Linked DNA regions of Sus scrofa: region 2 is linked to region 1. A link is a contact called in public Hi-C data. All regions are on one chromosome and are shown on one strand. The core of a region is the stretch at or near the end of the contact, and the rest is flanking DNA. Distances in the headings are between cores, read along the strand shown. Region 1 holds the start of KCNC1 (potassium voltage-gated channel subfamily C member 1). Region 2 overlaps OTOG (otogelin).

The links. Hi-C and Micro-C count contacts between places; a contact is called where the count stands out from the background.
Region 2: a Hi-C map of skeletal muscle shows a contact between it and region 1, with 6 times the contacts expected there. The contact joins the enhancer-like site here to the promoter of KCNC1 in region 1. A contact is called at or near these places in 6 of 47 Hi-C or Micro-C datasets (embryonic fibroblasts, fetal heart ventricle, mesenchymal stem cells and 2 more) and 1 of 2 datasets of contacts at active chromatin or transcription factors (skeletal muscle).

Annotation. Positions count from the first base shown.
Region 1 is chr2:41,402,948-41,410,548 of Sscrofa11.1, forward strand. KCNC1 (potassium voltage-gated channel subfamily C member 1) reads right to left here and starts at 4,988. Exons shown (of 4, transcript XM_021083271.1): 1 at 3,971-4,988. The coding sequence starts at 4,540.
Region 2 is chr2:41,540,023-41,547,623 of Sscrofa11.1, forward strand. OTOG (otogelin) reads right to left here. Exons shown (of 57, transcript XM_021083273.1): 31 at 7,252-7,408; 32 at 4,179-4,205; 33 at 1,574-1,741. Among named protein-coding and RNA genes, the nearest start is that of OTOG, 47 kb to the right of the region's middle. Within about 2 kb of position 4,234, at least 3 of the 83 cell types and tissues checked have an H3K27ac peak or open chromatin away from gene starts, as enhancers often do. A contact at or near this core is called in skeletal muscle, where this site is marked.

The sequences.
Region 1 (7,601 bases), core at 3,738-6,237:
ACACAGATGGGATGCTCACTGGCCTGCAGCACAGGGACTGCCACTGGTGGTATGTGACCTGACCCAGAACAAAGCTTCTGATGATAACAGGATAATCAGAGATAAAAGCCAAGGGCTTCAGACCTGCACTGGCCCCCAAGGAAGAGAGGAGGGTAGGTTTCCAGCCAGGGCTGCCCCAGGTTGGCCCATACAGCCCCAACTGCCCCATCCTTCCGCAGCTTTGCATGCTGGGACTCCCGACCCCTGCTACCTCCCTGCCCCTCAAAGCTCGCCCAGCATCGCCTCCTCTGGACAGTTCTCACCCTCGCAGCCCCAGGAAGCCACTTCACAGCCCTTACTGCAAAATGTCATCATCATCCTTGGCCTGTGTGTGTCTGGGGCACCACTCTTTACCCCACAACACAAGCTGGGCTCATCCTGTCGCAGCTCACCCCCCCACCTCTCCCCGCGCCCCCAGCCTGGGGGCCCGGGAAACCACAGGCAAGAGAGGCCAGGGAACCAGCCGCCCCAGTTAGCACTGTCACCCCCGAAGAGCTCAGATGGGACTTCCTCCCACCCCGGCCGACCAGCCCCTATCTCCCAGAGCCGCCACTTAACCTGAGGCGCAGTGGCCTCCCAGCCTGGCCCATGCACCAAAGACGGGCCTGAGCGAGCACAGGATTTCTACTAAGGATGGGAAAGGGGGGCAGAACTGCTTACGAAGGCAGCTCAAAAGTCCCAGGAGACGGAGGCAGCAGTAGAAGCTGGTCTGAAGTCGCATCTTCCTCAAAGCGCTCACACCCAGGCCACGCAGGGCCTCGCTCACATACAAGCCCACACAGCCACACTGACACTAGGTTCTCACACACAGCTTCTGTCTTACACATGCCTCACACGCACGGGCTCTATCACACACAGGACCCCCACACAGCCTCACACATGGAGCTTCACAGTTCCACTCCTGCCCCACACAGAAATACACTCACCTAAGTCTCTCGAACTCCCAAGAAGCTCTCTCTCACACACACTCACACACACATGCACACACACACACAGCATTTCTCTTACACATGGAGTCTCTCTCTTATATACGTACTCTCTCCCATGCAGCTGCATCCACACACCAAGTCCATCTCTCAAAACACAGAATCTGTCTCTCCCACTTTCACATGAATTTTTCTGATACAGATACTCACAGACTCTCTCTCACATAGTCTCAACACACACACACACACACACACCCAGACTCTCTCTCACATAGTCTCAATACACACACACACACCCAGAGTTTCACTAACATATATTTTTATTCTCATAGGTCTTTCTCACACACATGAAGAATCTCTCACACCCACACAGAATCTCTCTTCCACAGATTCTCACACATGCAGCCTTGCCTTCACGCATATCTAAAATATCACTCCCGGGACTCTGGTCTCGGATCCAGAACAGGCACTGAAATCTCGACCCACCACGCTGAGGCGGCTTGGGGTGGGGGGCCCCCTGTGGAGGAGGGGTAAACAAAGGTGACAGAAGCAGCGGCAGAGCAGAGATGGAGGGGGAGGGCGGGCAGCCGGCTCTGCGCAGCTCAGCTGCAGAGAGGCAGCGCAATGCAGCTAGGCCAGCCGGGTGTGCAGCAGGAAGCCTGGGTTCTAATCCAGGCTCTGCCCTCGGCTTCTGCAGACCCTTGGGCAGGCCTCAGTGTCCTCATCTGTCACCCAAGGGAGTTGGAACAACTCTGTGTGGCTACTGAGGAAAGAAGGGGGCAGAGAGAGGCTGCGGGAAGGGGGGACACTTTCTAACCTCCTCCACCCCCCGCCACTGCCCAGATCTTCCCTCAGTCTGCTCTTCAATGGATACTTGAGAGAGCTGGGACTTTTCTGTGAGGTGTTGTACTCCGAGGCCCCATTTATCCAACTCATTTATTTACACAGGGGGGGGGCACCCCACTGCCTAGGAATGACCAGTGGAAGGAGGTGGATGGGGAGGGAGCTGGAACATGCCTCACGTGAACCCTGCCTATCCTGAAACTCAGGGGCATGGGCCAGAGCCCTAAAGCTGCGCTCGAAGAGTGGGGATGGCGGGTGGACCCAGCCTCTTCTAGGGAGCCAAGAGGTGGAGAGGACAATGAGGGAGGTGGGCCTGCTCTTTGCTTTTGAGGCCAGAGGGTTTGGGGTGCTGGTAAGATGCTGCCGAAGGTCAAAGACAGGCTGGGGAGGCAACTGCTTGAACCCCGGCCCTCTCCCCTACCACACACACACACACACACACACACACGTGCTGGTTCAACCTCAGTCCCCTTCTGCCTGCCCCTCCCCGCAGCTTAGCCACTGCCTCCAGTTACATAATCCTCTGGCGAGGGTGGCCTCGGTCAGGAAAACGGAGGGGAGGGAGACCTCTGAGGGTCCCAGTCCACTCTGAGGATAGCAGGGAGCTGGCGGCCAGCTCAGGGGAGGATGGGGTCCCAGGAGACTGGGGTTCCAGCTTCTGTTTGGCCTTTCGCTCCCTAGTGACCTTGGGCAGGGTCCTTAAAACAGGGGGTTTAACTCCCTCCCTGTTACTGCCCCTCCTCTGCAATACGCACATATTTGATCTCAGATTTAATACATAAGACCTGCTGCCCCCTGCCTCAGATGCTAAAACACTGAGTGTTTATTTCAGTAACACACCTATTGGGCCTGTGCCTAAACACAGCCTTTTTCTGCCATGGACACTTCAGTGTCCCCCATCCCCTGTCCCCACTGGAGTCTGCTACGCAGGGGCAGGAGGGAAGGGGTGTGGAGCCACAAAGGAGCACAGAGCAGCAAAGGCAGTGTTTCGTCTGCTAGGGAGTTGGGGGCTGGCTCACACATGGGGGAGGGGCTCCGCTTTACATTCGCACCTCAGACCTTCCCCCCAACGCCTTAGGCTCCATTCAGGCCCCCGAGGACAGAGCCCAGTGAAGGCAAGAGGTGACTCTTGCAGGGTAGGTCACCGCTGGTATCTCCCTTTCAGACAAGGTTAAGCAGGATCCCCTTAGAATTCACCAGACGGCCCCTCTCCCATTTCACAGATGAGGAAACTGATCCAGAGGGGCTATCTGAGGGCCAAGGTCAGTAGCCCTTTCTCCCTAGCAACAAGATGCTGTCATTAAAGGGGAGTGGCTGAGGAAGACACACCCACCTCTCACACACCTTGTCCTGTCCTCCCAGGTTCCCCCTGTAGGACCCCTCTCCATTCTGATGGGTCCCAGAGGAAGCACAGGCAGAAGCCCAGGGCCCCCCTCCAGCCCCCCCTGCCCCCTTTGACAAGGACGAAGGGCAGCCTGTGTCTCCAGGAGCAGGTCTCAGAGGGGTCACATTCTTCTCCCCACAGCCCAGCCTTACACCAACTATCGATTGATAGCCATAAAGAATCCCTCTTGACCCTACCCCCAGGATGGCCTGAGGCTGCGCTGGTGGAGGGGGAGGTCTGTCACAAGCAGGAGACCAGCTCTCAAGCTCTCTTCTGTGGGCCCCAGCTGGCTCCAGATACCCCTTCCCTGGGGAGAGAAGGAGGGCCCCAGCTTCCCTCCCCACACCAGAATCCATAGGACAGTTCACACCTTCACCCTGTACACCTGCAAAGATGCAAATACGTGTGCATGGGCACTCCTGCACACTCATACACACATGCTCACTCATTCCTACTACATACTTTATCCACCCAAATATACACCACCACACTTACATAAATATGCACACACAGTCTACTCACACACAAACACACCCATTCATACTCATACATATTAAATTTGGAAATGCACAGAACTTACATACGTGCAGAGCTAGTGACCCTTGAGAAGCCACTCCGACTCTTACACAGGTATGTGTGTATATACACATACGCGTGCACACACACATCTTTCAGTTCTGATTTCCTAGGAGCCAGTTCTCGAATCTACCCCTACCCGCGGGAGGCAGAGAACGCTGCCTTCCCGCCCCGCTCTTCTGATGGGGAAGCTGTCACTTACCCGCGCGTAGCGGGATGAGTAGGGGTCCTCGAAGAGCGCCCAGATGCGCGGCTGCCATCGGCGCCAGAAGCCGCCGGGCCGGCCGTCCGGGGAGTCGCTGAGCGCCAGGCGCTTGGTCATCTCCAACTCGTCCTCGCCGTCGCCTGAGTCGCCAGGGCCGTCGGCGTCAGCGTCGTCGGCGCTGTTGTCCAGGGGCGCGCCGCCGAAGCTGTCCAGCGCCTCCTCGGCGTCACGGTGCTGGCGGTACGTCATCCAGCAGCAGGGCTCCACGTCGGTCTCGTCGATGCCCCAGAAGGCCAGCTCCTCCTCATAGAGTGGCCCGCACACGTCGGCCGGGCAGTGCAGCTTGCCCGTGCGGTAGTAGTTCAGGATGTGCGCGAAGACGCCCGGGTGGCGGTCGAAAAAGAATTCGTCGGCGCGCGGGTCATAGTCGAAGTGGCTGTGGGCGTCGGGCTCAGCCAGCCAGGCGAGCCGCGTGCCGGGCAGCGTGCGCAGCGTCGAGCGGTACGTCTGGTGGCGCGTGCCGCCCACGTTGATCACGATGCGCTCGCTTTCGTCCCCTTGGCCCATCGCGGCGCCTCCTTAGGCATGGCGCGGCCCAGCGACACCCATGGGAGCGGCCGCCAGGGGGAGTTGGCGTCGGGGAGGGGGGCGCGCGGCCTCCTCCCCCCTCCCCCCAGCCGTCGGGGGGACAGAGGACCGCGGCTCTGGCCACCCGAAAAACTACCCAAGCCCCTCAAGGCGCTTTCTGTCTGGTGCTGGTCCAAGGGAGTGTGCGCGGGATCCCCAGGGTCTCTAAGCGCCAGATGTGGGAGGGAGCTGGTCCGGCTGCGGAGGAGGCAGAGGAGGAAAGAAGGGAGGGAAGGAGAGAGGGAGGAGGAAAGGAGGGAGGGGGGCGGCGCTCAGAGGCGAACCCCGGGAGGAGGGAAAAGAGGGTGGGGGGACCGGGCTCCCGTCCCCATCTCAGCGGGAAAATGGAGAAATCGACACAAAGCTTTTGGGGGGAAGGTCAGCCGCTCCCGGGGCCGGACATAGACCAGCCCCGGAAGGGGGAGGGGAGGGGAGGAGAGGGGGCCGGGAAATTCGCGCTCTGGCTGTGAGGTGGTCGCCGCAGCGCGCTCTCGGCGCCGGGGAGATGGACGCCCGCTGCCTTCCTCCCTGCGTGGCCCGGCTGCAGCTCGGGCGCGGGGCGGACTCCGGCCCCCTCCCTCTCCTTGCCTGGCTGCCTGCTCCCCCCGGCGGCGGGCGCGCCTGCCCGCCCGCCCTCCACGCTCCTTCTCCCCGCCTCTCGGAGGAGATGGCGGGCCCCCTGGGCAGGGGCACCCGGGGTGCTGCTCGTTGCTGCTGCCGCGGAGCGCTGAGCTCGGTGCGCTCCGGCTGGAGCTGGGGCTCTCCGCTGGGCTGCGCTCGGACTCAGGCTCCGGCTCCGGCGGCGGTGCTGAAGGGACAGCTCCCGGACGGTTGCGGAGCTGCGCGGGGCCCGGCAAGGGTTCTCCGGGCTCGGTTCGGTCTGCGGGGCCGGCGGGCACTGGCTCTGGTGCCTCTGCGCCCCGCGCTCTGCGCCCTGCTTCGGGCAGGCGGTTGGCGCTGCTGGCCGAGGCCAGGGGGCTGCGGCGGTCGGGCCGGGGAGGCGGGGGTGGCGGGTCCGGGCGCGGCGAGGCAAGGCTGGAGAGGCCGGGGAGGCGAGGCGCGGAGCGGCCGCCGCCGCCGCGACGCTGCTGCCACCGGGGTTGCTGCTCGGCTAGCTGGCTCGCTTGCTCGCTCGCGCGGTCCGCGTCCAGCCCGCCGCTCTCCGGACACGGGCACACGGCGCGCGCAGCCGCACTCGCCCCCAGAGGGAGGCGCCGCGCTGGGTCCTAAAAAGCCCTGATTCCGCGCCCCCCTCCCAGCCCCGCGCAGAGCCCGGCCTCCCTCAACCCCGGCGCTGGGGGCGCCAGCCTGGCACCAGTCCTACGGCTCCCGGGGGACCCGCCGACGCTCCGCCCCGAGGGAGCACCCCTCGATGGGCGGAGGCTCAGAGAGACGTCTCGACTCGCGCCCCCAGGGTCAGACTGAAGTGAGAAGGGCGTCGGTTCCCTCCCCTCTCTTTCCAAACTGGGGACTGTCTGATCCCCCAGTGAAACAAGACACTCCAGACCACTATCAGAGACACCTTGACCTGGACCAGTATTGACCTCTCCAAGTAGCTCCTTAATATCGACCCTTCCAGGGAACCTGGAGCCCCCATGTCCCTTCCATAGCAAACCTCTTTCATGGATTCCAAAATAACACTCCCCGAGTGGGTGTGTGTTACCCCGCTGCTAGGTTGTGTTGTCTTGGAAGACATCTACCAACAACCTGGTAATCCTGGACCCCTTCCGACCCTTTTCAGACCATGGGCTCCTCTTAACTCCAGGCTGACCCTGGACTCCCATGAGTGCCACACACTCTGCCATACTGATCACAACTCACTGATCCTCCCACACTAGCCCCGGATCCTTAGGTGGGGAGTCCTGTGGAAAGGGCCTTCTGGGAGTTCCCTCATGGTGCAGTGGGTTAAAGATCTGGCATGGTGCCTGCTGTGGCTTGGACTTGACCCCTGGCCCTGGGAACTTCCACATGCTGAGGGGTGACCCAAAAAAGTAAGAAAGAGAGAGAGAAAGAAAGAGAGAAAAAAGAAAAAAAAGAAAAAAGAAAACTGCCTCTATTGGTCTTGAACATTGACAGTCCCCCACTCCACCCCAGCTCACCTCCTGCCCCTGATGCCCCCTTTCCGCAGGGTTTTAACTGCCCTGAATGTAAAGCTGATGCTGTGTCTGGGGGCTGGATAGGAGCAGCCCCTGCCGTGCTTCCTGGCTTCGAAGTTAGTTGATCCTCCGTGGGAGCTGCAGTTTGGGCCTCCCAGCCTTCCTGGCCCTTGTTTGCTGGCAGTGCCTCAGTCTACTCAGCGAAGCAACCATCACTCCTTTGCTCTTTTCTTGTCCCAGGCTCTGTCCCAGGCACAGGGGCACAAGTAACCCTGCCCTCTAGGGGCTCCAGGCTGCCAGGGAAGTGGGCAGGGGGGCCTGAGCAGGGCTTAGATGGTCAGGCCTCGATCCAGGGGTGGCTGCGCTGGGAAAGAGGCATATTGATCCAGCCCAGCCCAATCGAACACAAGGCTGCCTGGGCAAAGGGCGATTTAATTAAGAAGACACGAGGCTCTTATTTACCTGTCGGCACTTGCTAACTGTGCAGACAGCTGTCCCTCAACACTGACCCACAGACCTGGTTGTGGGCCTGGGGACGAAGCTGTGCTGCAGACATCTTTCTCGTCACTTGGCCAGGGGAATCCCAGCCCAACTGTAGCAGAAATCTGTGTGCCCTGGGGAAAAGGTTTGGAGGAATGGAGAGGGTTGGAGAGGGGGCAAAGGGCAGAGCAAGAGTTGAAGGGTGGGTGAAGGACAGGGGGAGAGATGGAAAGAAGCAGAGTTATGGCAGGAACAGGAGCAGGGATGGGCACAGGCAAAGAGAGAGCTGGAGTCTGGGGCCAGGATGGCATCTCCTTCCTCCAGAGATTGATCTGTGTTCTTCCTATAAGTCAGAGCTCTTTCCCCTTCAATCTCAGAGTAATATAGGGATGGGACTGCTTTTCAGTGTCCCTCTCTTCCTGACC
Region 2 (7,601 bases), core at 2,984-5,483, 140 kb after region 1:
GCAGCATATGGAGGTTCCCAGGCTAGGGGTCATCGAGCTGTAGCCGCCAGCCTACTCCAGAACCACAGCAACATGGGATCCGAGCCGCGTCTGCAACCCACACCACAGCTCACAGCAACGTCGGGTTCTTAACCCACTGAGCAAGGCAGGGATCAAACCCGCAACTCATGGTTCCTAGTCGGATTTGTTAACCACTGCACCATGACAAGAACTCCAGAACTTAAATTCTTAAAGTGAAATCAACTCTCTGAGATGTGTCTTAGTTCAAGACTCTATCTCATGCTGAGATTGGCTGCAGGGACCATCGTGTGTGATTAGGTGGGTACTGATTACACGGGGCCAGCAGGATCCGGGTGAAGGAACCCTGATCATAGTGACCAGACACTGGGACACGCGCACATGGAGAAGGCTCCCTAGCACTGCTGAACTGAGGCCTTGGCTGACCCAGGGCCGAACATAAACACCACCTGGGGTCATTCACCACCCGAGCAAGGTCCTGCCACCCTTCAGGCACTGATGACCTCAGAAGAGAAGAGGGCATCCACTACAGCTAAGCCCTTCGGGTCTGCTGGCTGTCTGAGACTCAGGAGGCTGGCGGTCCCAGGCACACCTCCATCTGCACAAGCCACCAGCCCAGAGCTCAGGGTGGTAACCTGAGCACATCAAGAGCCTGCTCCTCCCACAGAAGGTCCCACCAAAGTCAACAGATCAGTCTTTTTTTTTTTTTTTTTTTTGGCTCCACGTGTGGCATGCAGAAGTTCCCAGGCCAGGGATCAAACCCGAGCCACAGCTGTGAAAACGCTGGATCCTCAACCTGCTGAGGCTTCAGGGAACACCTCCCCTTTGGCATTTAAAGTCTATCCAATCTTAATATATGGCACCAATGAACCTTTCCACAGAAAAGAAAATCATGGACATAGAGAACAGACTTATGGTTGCCAAGGGGGAGAGGGAGGGAGTGGGATGGCCTGGGAATTTGGGGTTAATAGATGCAAACGATTGCCTTTGGAATGGTTAAGCAATGAGATCCTGCTGTGTAGCACTGGGAACAATATCTAGTCACTTGTGATGGAGCGTGATCATGTGAGAAAAAGCATGTATACATGTATGTGTGCCTGGGTCACCTTGCTGAACAGTGGAAAAGTGACAGAACACTGTAAACCAGCTATGATGGAAAAAATAAAAATCATTATAAAATTAAAAAAAAAAAGTCTATCCAGTCTTAAAAATGGAGAGGAGAAGGCAAGGCGAGGAAGAAGAGGGAGACTAAGAAGAAGAGGCCCGGGGAGGGAGGGAAGGGGGAGGTGTTGTCGCCTAGCTTTTCTAGAGCACAGCCATTGTGTGAAGCAAAGTACAAAGGTACATCTGGACCTTGGCCTCCGTGGTCTTTTCAAGAGGATGGAAGGTGTCTCTTCAAAGAAGCTAAGAGGCTCACCAGGAACCCTGTCTCCGCTGGGAAAGGGGCACCTGTTTCTCCAGCTACGATAGCCAGTTAGGGCCTGGCATTCTCCCCTCCTCCAGCATCCACCTCCCTCCACCCAGGGCTGCAGGGGGTCCAGAGGGGGGACCTTACCGTGGGCCTTGGCCTTGAACAGAGCAGCCGTCAGCAGGAAGTTCACAATGTCTCCCGGCACTACATCTTCCGCTCTCACTAGGTCGATGGCACTGCCTGCTGCCTTCACGGCCACCAGGGCACCACCAGCTGCCAAGCTGGCCAGCTGGTAGGGGCCCTTGCCTAGTGCTGGAGAGAGGGGGTCCAGTGGTAAGCCCTGCCTCTCTGGGCCTTTGCCCACCTCCCATCCCTATGTGCCCAGCCCTCGCCAGAGGATGCCAAAGAGCTGCTCTGGGTCACTTCCCTCATCCTGGCCTCTTGGTTTCCATGAGGAGGAGCGGACGGAAGCCACAGGCTGTCAGCCCCTGATGGGAACTGACCCTCTGCAGAGCTCCTGAATCATTTCAGAAGAAGCTTCGAAACGAGGCCACCCTTGGAGGGCCTCTGGGGCCCCCAGATGTCTCTCCAGGGGTATGTCCCCCTTTCTAAGACTCTATCACTCCAGCCACTGCTCCATTCAGGGTGGGCTCTGGCAGAAGACATCAGGCCTCATCTCTGCCCACCCAAGGGTTGGAGGATAAAGGCTGGGAAGGCTTGGGCTCAGCTTTAGCTACTTATTTCAAACACGCGTCACTTCTGTATCTCTCGGGTTCTGTGGTGGTTGGTACAGTTTGGACAGGGGCATGGGTTTCCTAGACAACAACATCAGCCTTGCAACCGACCTGCTTGCCTCTGGTATGCCCACCCTTGGAGCCTCCTCCCCACAGCACCCGAGTCACCTTCCTTGCCACACTCCCTGCTGCGACTCCTCCATGGCTCCCCTTTTGCCCTCAGGATAGAATCCAAGGGCCTGGCAAGAATTCAGGGGCCCTTCACGCCCCACCCCTGCCCCTGCCACACTGAACTGCTCTTGCTCTTCCTTGTAAGAGCCCAGCGGCTGTGTCCTTCATTGCGCACCACCACTCTCACTGTCCCACCCACTCAGCGCAGTCCTCCCCTGCTGTGCCTGGGGCGAACGAACGCCTACTCAATCTCTGGGGCCCAGCTCAAATGTCACCTCCTCCGTGAAGCTCTCCCCACACCCTCTCCCCACACACAAGCATCCTCCCACTTGCGCTCCAGCAGCCTCCATGCTCAGCACATGCTGAGCACATCTCTTATGAGAAGGGTCTCAATCAGGGGTCCAGGCAGTGCTGTGCTGGGAAATGGTTAACAATCAGCTCACAAAAAAAAAAAAAAAAAAAAAAAAAAAGAACAAATGAAACCCCATTTGGTGATGTTTGCAGGTTTCCATGGTGTAAAGGCTCCCACCAGCAGTCAACCTCAAAATTCCAACTGGATGTGGAGGGGAGAACACACACAGGGAGTCCTAGCGAGCCAGCAGGCACCGGCTCCAGTGCTCCACCGGGACAGGTATCTTAACTGCTGAATCCCCAGCGCCCAGCAAGAGACCAGAGAAAATGCTGGTAGAAGAGCAGAGTAAGAACAGGACGGGTGGGTGGGTGGAGGATGCTAGAAACAGCTTGTCCTTTGCCAGTTACTGCCACTCAAAATGCCACAGAAGGGAGCAAACTCTGCTCAGAGCCGTCTTGCTGAAATGTCGTGTCTGGTGTCAGACAGACCCCGCCTGTGAGGGACTGCATCCTCCTGAGACAGATTCATGCCTTTAGGGGTTAAAGGTTAGAGCCATCAGGAGCCCTTCAGGGGGCTAACATTTTGGTGAGACTGCAGTCACTATGAATTATCATGTCAGCCCTCATTCTCATGGACCCCCTAACTGGTATCCTTGCCTTTCTAGTCAGTCCCCCATAATTTCACCCAATCTACTCTCATGGGGAGGATGTTTTTCAAACCAAAATCTGATAATGCAGGTAACTGAGGACAAAGCCTTGGGTCCAGACCCATATAGGCCTGCTCCTGGCAGGATGGTATCTGGAAGTAGGGGCACAAAGGACTCTAGAAGTCAAAGGCGAATGGCACCAAGGACTTAAGCACCTAATTCTGCCAACCTGGCCTCATTGCACAAAGATCAGTGCTGGAAACTACTCCTGGGCAGCCCTCCCCTCTCTGCTCCCCACAAGCCTAGTGACGAGATGGACTAATTGGTTCTAATGCTGGACATTAACCTCCCTGAGGTCTTTGGTCATGATGTGCTTAATGCAGAAGTTGGAGCATATCCTGCTACCCTGTGACCCTGGCTAAACTTGAAGATGAATATAACAGGCTATGCTGGGCCATAAGTTTTGGCCTAGCCATCCTCAGGAAGAGCAGGTGGCATTTGCCTCTGCCAACTCAAAGCTTCAGAGACCCAAGAAAATGTTCCATCTGATGAGCTAGATTATAAGGCAAGGGGGCAGCACTGATGCAAGTGGGATTTTCAGGTCCTGGTGAAGCTGTCCTGCATGAGCTCATCCCAGGAAGATAGCCTGGCCTGGGCTCTGGACAGAGGCTGCAGGAGCTGCAGAGAGTAGTCCCGGAACAGCCCTGGGCCCTGCACTGTCAGGGCTGTCTCTCGATAATGGTATCTTCCTGCAGGGCCTCAGGATGGCTGATGCTAGTGAGGCACCAGGGCAGGACTGGCAGTGCCCCAGCTCCCAAGGGGCCACGTGGGGGAAGATGAGCTTACCTTTGTTAAAGAATTCACAGTCATATGCTGAAAGAGAGAGAACAGAGACATCTTGAGAAGCCTGGAACAGATGGACAGAGCCAAGGTCCCTAGTATCCCAGCTCTCCCTCCTTCCCAAGGGCTGGACTTGGCCTGCCTCCCAAACTCTGAGATTCTAAGTGGTCTTTGGATCCAGATGTCCTCTCTGTGCCCCCAGCACAGAGCCTAGCCCAGAATAGGCATTTAGCATGTATCCAATGAATGAATACGAATGAATGCTTGTCAGAAGGATGTATTTTGTGTGACCCCAAAGGGCAAAAATTGAACCAAGGGGTGGTAGCTCCAATCAGAAATGTCATGGAAGGTCCTACAGGAATGCAAGCACAAGACAGAAGTCAGACGTAAGTCTTTCAAGGGCCTTGGGAGGAAGGGGCCAGAGGCCTCCAGGATCCAAGCCTTTTTCAGGCGCCTGGGTACAGTTTCCATCAGGCACTGGCAAGCTCCTCCAAATGTGTGCTCCACACGCCCTCTAGTGGCCTACTGCAGCACTGCAGATTGTTCCCCTGGCATCTCAGCCGAGGATTCCTTAGTTCATGGGGGGAAGCTAGGGTCCATGCAGGGGTCACTAAAGCCAGGAGCAAGACCATGAAGAGCCAAGTGGCCTAGTATATCTGGGATAAATACTGAGGAGGAGTCTCCTTCACTCTCAGGCATGGTCTAAAGAAAGCAACTAACACCACCTCACACCCCGAAGTCCCATGATCAATACTCTTCTTTGCATTTGGCATTGCCCTCTGGAAAAGAGTACCAGGAATCAGTAGATTGACCCACCATGTGGTTCTGGGAAAGTATGTACTTCTCCTCACCTGAAGACTCAGAAGATTGAACTCAAAACTAAGAAGATCTCAAGGCCCTCATTTCAAGTGTGTACCAGGTCCATGGGAGGTCACCCAGAAAAGCTGTCAAGAGCCAGCTCTCAAGAGTCCCACAGACCTGGGTTCAAATCCCATCTCTCTCATACAGTCAGCTGTGCATACTGGGACAAGTTACTTAACCTCTCTGAAATGTAGTGCCCTCCTCTGCAGGATGGGGACCACCACTAGTATCTGCCACACAGACAGAGGCCTGGACTAGAGTAAACCAAGTGCTCATCTCAGGTGCAAAATTTAAGGAGATATCAAAAATCTCAGTAATCAGGATATGTAATATTTTAACACAATTTTTTAAATTTCAAAATTCATGCAAAATATCCATGATGGACAAAATAGCAACATTTTAAAATAAAGATCAGGAGTTCCCACTGTGGCACAGTGGAAATTGATCAGACTAGTATCCGTGAGGATACAGGTTCAGTCCCTGGCCTCGCTCAGTGGGTCAGGGATACGGCGTTGCCATGAGCTGTGGTGTAGGTCACAGACGTGGCTCAGATCCCATGTTGCTGTGACTGTGGTGTAGGCTGGCAGCTGTAGCTCCCATTCAACCCCTAGGCTGGGAACCTCCACATGCCAAAAAAAGTGGCTCTAAAAAGACAAAAAAAAAAAAAAAAAAAAAAAAAAAAAAGATTAAAAAAAATAAACCTCACCACCCACTGCAAGGAAGGTACAGTTCTCTTAACCCTCAATTACAATTCAGAGTGCAAAGCAGGTGCCCCAGATCACTCTGCTTGGTGGACTTGAGTCTGAACCCAGATGGTCCGGCCCCAGCACCTATATAATAACCACTGCACCTCAGAGGGAGGCATCTTGTGCCAGGAAGAGCTTTGGTGTGCAGGAACACATAATAAATAATTAATCAATCATTTAAATGTCTGCATATTTTATTTCATCTTTTAAATCTTTGTATCCATTTCATGATATACATTTACACTATTAACAGTGTATATATGCTCATGTATCTATATGTATATGCACGTGTGCTCAAAATGTTTTTACCTGATAGAAGTGTGCAACCAAGAGCATTTGCAGACCACCACTGCTCTTAAAAAAAACCCTGCTATCTTGTGTTGCCTCTGATGGGGCCCCTGTGTCTCCGCTGACAAAGGGCCTCCATAGTCACTATCTTGTTTGACCCTCCCAATAAACCTGGTGGGACAGGTCTAGTCCCATTCTTCAGATGAGAAAATTGAGCCACAGAGAGTTTGGAGGACTCGTCTGAGGTGATACAGCTTGCAAATGGCAGCGCTGGGTCTGGAACCCAGGGCTCCTGGCTCCTCTGATAAAGTGGTTAAGAGCTTGAGTTTGCAGCCAGACCATCTGGTTCTGCTATCAACCTGTGTGACCGTGAGCATGTTATTTAATCTCTCCGTCTCTCTTTAACCCATTTCTTTGGCTGTAAAACAGAAATAGACAGTCCTATTTCATAGGATTATTTAAGAATTCAATGAATGATGGGAGTTCCCATTGTGGCTCAGCGGTAACGAACCCAACTAGGATCCATGAGGACGAGCATTCAATCCCTGGCCTCGCTCAGTGGGTTAAGGATCCAGCATTGCTGTGAGCTGTGGTGTAGGTCACAGACATGGCTCGGATCTGGCATTGCTGTGGCTGTGGCTATGGTGTAGAATGTCAGCTATAGCTCCAACTAGACCTTTAGCCTGGGAACATCCATATGCCTCTGGTGCAACCCTAAAAAGCAAAAAAAAAAAAAAAAAAAAAAAAAGAATTCAATGATACACACAAGCCAGCTGGAGCCTGACACATAGTAAGTACTCAATAAATGCTGGCCAGGGAGTTCCCGTCATGGCTCAGTGGTTAACGAATCCGACTGGGAACCATGAGGTTGCGGGTTTGGTCCCTGACATTGCTCAGCGGGTTAACGATCCGGCGTTGCCGTGAGCTGTGGTGTAGGTTGCAGACGCGGCTTGGATCCTGCGTTGCTGTGGCTCTGGCGTAGGCTGGTGGCTACAGCTCCGATTGGACCCCTAGCCTGGGAACCTCCATATACCACGGGAGTGGCCCGAGAAATAGCAAAAAGACCAAAAAATTAAAATTAAAATTAAAAAAAAATAAATGCTGGCCAGAGTGATGGGTCCCCACAGGCCTGCACACAGAGGCGACCCCACTCTCCCCTTCAGATGATCAGTTTAGACACTCACGGCAGAGGCGCGGGGTCCTCCAGTCGACGACCACCCCGTGCTGGCAGCACTGGTGGGCGTAGGCAGACACGCTGGCACAGAAGCACTCACAGTCACCGCCCCGGCTGCACCCACATGTGTCTGTCAGGCAGTTTGAGTAAAACCAAGTGACATCAACCTGGAGGAGGTCAGAAGTCAGAAGTCAGAGGTCAGATGATGGATCCTGAATATTAGCCCTACATCTCCTCAGATGATGCTACGCAGCCTCAGAGAAAGTGTAAATGTGAAGGGGCCACAGGAGGGGGTGAGCCACCTGTGTGGGCTGAGGGCAGAGAGGCAACCAGCTCAGGGGGAAACGTTAGCTTTGGGCT